Linked DNA regions of Sus scrofa: region 1 is linked to region 2. Evidence: chromatin contacts called from public HiChIP or PLAC-seq data. All regions are on one chromosome and are shown on one strand. Each heading gives the region's core, a stretch centred on a gene start, on an enhancer-like site or on the middle of the called end of the contact. The rest is flanking DNA. Distances are from core to core; before and after follow the strand shown. Region 1 holds the start of MSN (moesin). Region 2 holds the start of LAS1L (ribosomal biogenesis protein LAS1L).

What was found. HiChIP or PLAC-seq counts read pairs in DNA pulled down with a chosen protein or histone mark.
Region 1: a contact with region 2 is called in an H3K27ac HiChIP or PLAC-seq map of alveolar macrophages. The contact joins the promoter of MSN here to the promoter of LAS1L in region 2. A contact is called at or near these places in 1 of 47 Hi-C or Micro-C datasets (embryonic fibroblasts) and 1 of 2 datasets of contacts at active chromatin or transcription factors (alveolar macrophages).

Annotation. Positions count from the first base shown.
Region 1 is chrX:51,901,896-51,904,595 of Sscrofa11.1, reverse strand. It overlaps MSN (moesin), which reads right to left and starts at 1,391. Exons shown (of 13, transcript NM_001009578.1): 1 at 1,276-1,391. The coding sequence starts at 1,287.
Region 2 is chrX:51,772,158-51,774,857 of Sscrofa11.1, reverse strand. It overlaps LAS1L (ribosomal biogenesis protein LAS1L), which reads left to right and starts at 1,442. Exons shown (of 13, transcript XM_021080068.1): 1 at 1,442-1,775. The coding sequence starts at 1,585.

The DNA.
Region 1 (2,700 bases), core at 142-2,641, 130 kb before region 2:
TTAATTAATTAATTAATTTAAAAAAATAAAGGACAGGGTTCTGGAAAGGCAAGAATGACTTGGCAGTAAGGCTGGAACACAGCATCGTGGCAACCAAAGCTCAGCACACGCCCAAAGAACCAGGCCCCCACTCCTCTTTTCCAGGGGCTCTCAGACCTTCTCAAGACTACCAGTCACTATCTTAGCTCTAAAAGGCTCAGGCAGCCCTAGGGAGAGGGGTCAGGGGGAACTGCATTGCCTAAACCAGTGTAACAAGCTACTTGGCCTAAGGGACTCAAGCCAGGATGGTCACCCTGCCTTCCTGAGCAAGGGAAAGGCCTCAACAGGCATTTGGCATGACTTGCACAAAAGCAAGCAGGGCTCATTATTCAAGCACACCCCTCCTCCCCTCCCTTCTGGGCATCCGGCCCCATAGGCCCCACTCCCAGGAGGCTTCTGCTCTTCTCACAACAGCCAGTGGGGTGGAGACCAGATCCTAGAAGCTACCACCACTCTAGAAAGGTGTGGCCCCACAGGAGATTCCACACCTCACAGAACAGTCCAGAGTGGATAGAGAGCCAGTAAGCAATGAGAAAGACGATTTAGCAGTGGAGAGGAGGAAGAAACCAGTCCTCTCCGCCCCCCCCCTCCCCGCCCCCACAGGAGATAGAGCAGACCTTCCTTCAGACTGGTGCCTAGTGAAATGTTAGCTTTCCCAGGTAAAAGCAAGAGGCCTCAATGAGTCTGTCCACAACTTTCTCTTCCCCCTCTAGTGGGAAACATCTGAAGCTGCCTGGGGAAGCTGTGGGAAAGGTGAGTGGGGGTTTGGGGATGCACTGAGCAGCTCCCACACTCCTCCTTGCTTCTTAGTTCCCATGGCCCCTCCTGGGCAGTGGCAGACTTGCTTCATAAATGCACCAATTCCTGGACTGGGTAAGGGTCCTCCTTCGGACTAGAGTCCTCTCCCCTGTACCCAGGGCCCCTCAGGAGTAAAAGGAGACGTTGGGCCCCCAAAGAAGCCTTCACTAACTGTCGCACTGCATACACAAGGAACTGTAATCTGAGAAAGAGGTCGGCCCCGCCCGGCTCGTGCTTCTATCCCTAGACCCCCTTACGGCGACGGCGCGCCGGACCCGGACTCCACCCCCGCCCCTCCCGACTCCAGGCCACTGCGGAGGGCGCGGCACCTCGAGCCGGCGGGTGGCTGGCCAAGACCAGGGCCGTCAGGCAGGGGCCACCAGGCTCCGCAAGAGCACCTCCCCCCCAGGGCCGGCAGCGCCCACCCTGGGCACTCACCGTCTTGGGCATGGTGGCGGCAAAGGCGGCGGAGTTGGCGAAGTTTGGCTGGGAGCTGTCGGGCGGCACTGAGCACGCAGTACACAAGGCTCGGACTCCAAACACTGGGGGCTCGGATTGGGCCTCTCGCTAGCGTCGGGGCGACTGCTCCGCTTCCTGCTAACGGGCCACGACTTCACAAACCCCACCCAGGAAAGAGCCACCCCCGTCGCGCCGCCCGCTCCTTTATGTGGCCGAGCTTCCGCGCCGCTCTCCGCCCTCGCGCCCGCCTTCTCGTCGGCCGCTGGCCTCGCCCCGCCCAGCCCAGCCCAGCCCAGTCGGGCCACACCAGCTACTTGGGGGCTAGGCTGGACCTGAGCGTTCCAGTGGGAGCTCCCACCCGAACCAGAGTCCGCCTGCCCCTCTCCCACCCCCTTCACAGCCCCTGACCCTCCGCATCCGGGCCATCCCGCCCCACCTCCAAGTAGGGCCAGGCCCTAGGCCGCACCCTGGAAAGAGGCTTACAGCCCTGACTGCAACTTTCCAGTAATGGGGAGCTCACTACCTAGCAAAACTCTTGGTTTCCTCTCAAGATGGTTCTGACTCTCAGAAAGTTTTTCCCACGTGTGTCTGAATTCCTCTTTTCTGTGGCTCCAGCTCTGCTCCCTGAGGCCACACAAATCCCCTTCTGTTCCCAGCAAGTCCTCAAAGGTCTTAGATCCTATATGCCCTGAAACTTCTCTTGGCTAAACTGCCTCAGCTTCTCCAACACTTCATTGATTCTCTTCTGTGGGACTCTATATTGTTTTTCCCATCATATATCATCTCCATTCTTGCTCAATCCTCATTTTTTAAATCAGAATCTGGCTGCTTTTCCCCATATCTGTCCTCTATTCACTTTCCTTCCTTCAAATCCTAGTCTCCACCTTCTTCAAATCAATGCCCTGATCCTTTAGTTCCCCCCCCAACACATTCACCTGATACCTGATTCACTTTCTGATAATTCCCCCAGATTAGATGCACCCACCAGTCCACTCCTTTGAGATATGTCTACCAGCACACTTTCTGCTTCTTGTCAAGGTCACAGAATACCAGGATAGAGATGTTCTAGACTGTAACAGTTATCTAGTTAAGTCTGAGTTTTAGTTTGAAATTGACCAGCCATAGTCCTTTTTACCCCTATCCACTGGAAATTGTGCGGAGGCATGGTCTGTATTCTTTTTGAGATAGGGCAACATATACTTCAGAGACAATGAGCCACCTCAGGGCAGTGAAAAGGATATTTGAAAAGGGTGGTCTCGACACTTGGATTTCAGCATAGCTTTGTCATTAACTCACTCTCTGACCACTGTGTAGCCTTTGGGTAAGTCCCTTCCCCCCTCTGGGCTTGAGTTTCCCCTTCTGTAAAAATAAAGGGCTGGGCTCCTGGGCTTCCAAGGTCCTTTC
Region 2 (2,700 bases), core at 193-2,692:
GATACTCTTTTTATGTGCTTTGGTCAAGTTTTCTTAGAACACATGGAATAGAGAGAACTTCAGATTTGTGGGGATGGAAAGGGGAAGGATAGGGCCCTTAACCTGAAAAGTACTAACCAAAAGTAATGTCTAAACCACCAAAATGTTCATGAATGATTCCTGCAGACCTGGCAGCTCCTTTGACTGGATTGGATCCTAAAGAGTCATATAAGTCATTTCCCTGTCTTTGCCTGAACACAGTCAACATCCCAAATGTGGAAAGGTTATCTGGTTTCTTGAAGACACTTGCCCTACTGCTTGGCATGTTTACTCAGGATAGAATGACTATCATTCAATAATCGTGGGCAGACTAGATCTTAGGAGAAGCTGGCTGGAGAAAGAAGTGCATATGGAGAATGGATTGGAATTTATTGCTGTAATGTGAAAAAGAGTTACTCCCAGCGATGCTGGTAGAGTGTTATTAACAGTTCTCTCAAGTGTTAGATCAGAAAATAATTCTTGTGAGAAGAATTGGGACAGAGTTTTGAACATATTTTAGCCAACCTGTAAAATCAGAAGGGCTAAAATCATACCTGTAAAATCATAATATTGCCACACACACACCCCCGCCCCTGAACTCCAGAATCTCAAGGAATTGTGCAGAAGAACTAAGTTTAACTTTGTGGATGTTGAAACCAACATAGCAGTGGAATGCTGGCAGAGTAAATCTGACAATTTTCAGCTCTGGAAAAGAACGTAGAGATCACCCAGTCTAAGTCCCTCCTGTACAAATGTGAAAAACCAGACAATTTTTTTTAACCCAACTTTAGATACTTAGATACTTCATTTTATTTTTTATTAAAAAAATTTTTTTTAGGGCCACACCCGTGGCATATGGAAGTTCCCAGGCTAGGGGTTGAATCCCAGCGGCTTCTGCAAGCCCATGCCACAGCAACTGGCCAGGTCCGAGCTACTTCTGCTACCTACACAGCAGCTCGGGTTCACCCAGGGATTGAAGCCCGAATCCGAAACCTCGTGGATACTAGCCGGGTTCGTTACCTCTGAGCCACAAGGGGAACTTCTAAAATACTAGATATTTGCTCTGCAGTCCTGCTTCAGGGTCAATATTGTTTTATGAGTCAGGAACTGATTCATAGCAATGAAAAAACATCAGTGCATTTCCAGTACACTGGACGACCGCAATCCCTACCCCTCCTGCCAAGGAGCGCAAACTAAAATTCCTCCTGCACTCCCTCTGGGTCTGGGACAGGAGCCTCTTAACCAGGAAATTAGCGGAACCTTTGAGACTAACGCCTGCAGCTGATACGGTTGCTTTGAGGAAAGAACACTTCCTGTCGTTTCGGCTAGGCTGTTCCCGCAACTTGCGGTTCGGTTGGCCTCCAGTTCTCGCGTTTCGATTTGCTATGCTAACGCTGGGAGGCGGGCTTGCGTCGGGGTCACGCTCTCCCATTGGCTGGTGGTGGGGCTGGAGTGAGGGTAGCACGTTGAGCTGAAGTTAGTTCGGAGTGCGGGGGCACAATTTCTGGCGTCCGGCCCGGTGTCTCGTGGGAATCCTGGACTGAACCGGGTTTGGGTCCTCTGGGGATGGATCGCGTGTGGAGTGCTTGGTGCGGAAAGTCCGTCAAAGAGAAAGGGTTGTCGCCACTCTGGACCCAGCGTGTCGTGGTCGCTTGGCTCAGTAGGGCCGAGTGGGATCAGGTGACCGTGTATCTGTTCTGTGACGACCATAAATTGCAGCGGTACGCGCTGAACCGCATCACCGTGTGGAGAAGCAGGTAAGGCGGCAGGCTTAGTTAGCCCTCCTTGCAGCGCGCTGGTGGTACTTCACCTCTTCATTTGTAGGATTTGCTTAAGGCCTTATTAACCAATCTTCTAAATGCCTAGTCGTCCCCCTACAAGTGGTTTGAACATCGCCCCTCTCCCAAGTTCCTGTGGGAAGGTCGCAGCCAAGCTCTGGCACTAATCCCGTTTGCGGAAAGAAAAGGGGTGTGCCTCGACAGCCCTTTTGTCAAATCAGTGAGCTTTATCCCTAACCTTCTCCCATCTTTGGGTGGGTGCTGGAGGGACCCTTGTGGCTGAGCCAGCCAGGGCTTAAGGAGTAGCACTCTAGAGTGGATTTTTGATTTGAATTAAGAAGGTGGGGATTGGGGGAGCTTGCCTGCAAAACCGTATTTGAATGGGGTGCTTCAGTACAGAAGGTAAGATTCAATTGGGAGCAGATAAGGGGTTAATGTATCTAAGAATAAGGTCTTTTTTAGCTGAATGAGTTGAGGGTTTCAGGGTGAAAGAAAGAGGAGTACCCAAACTTAATTGTTCATTGATTGTGTAGCAGTTAGATATCCTGTGTATATCTTAACCAGCCTCTCATGCCGTATGTAATTGCTGGACATAACCCTCCCTCTTCCTACCTTCTTAATTTGTGTCTGTCCACACGCTTTTGAGCCAGTATATAATTGGAATAGCCTACAGAAGCCTAGGCCCTGAGGTGGAGGGTGGGCCAGTATAAGGGACCTTTATGATGGTGCTGGACTGTGGCCCTTTAGGTTAGGCAACGAACTCCCCCTGGCAGTGGCTTCTACTGCTGACCTGGTACGCTGTAAGCTCATGGATGTAACTGGTGGCTTGGGCACTGATGAACTTAGACTGCTCTATGGCATGGCATTGGTCAGGTAAGACCTACATGGGTAGGGGTAGGGGGTG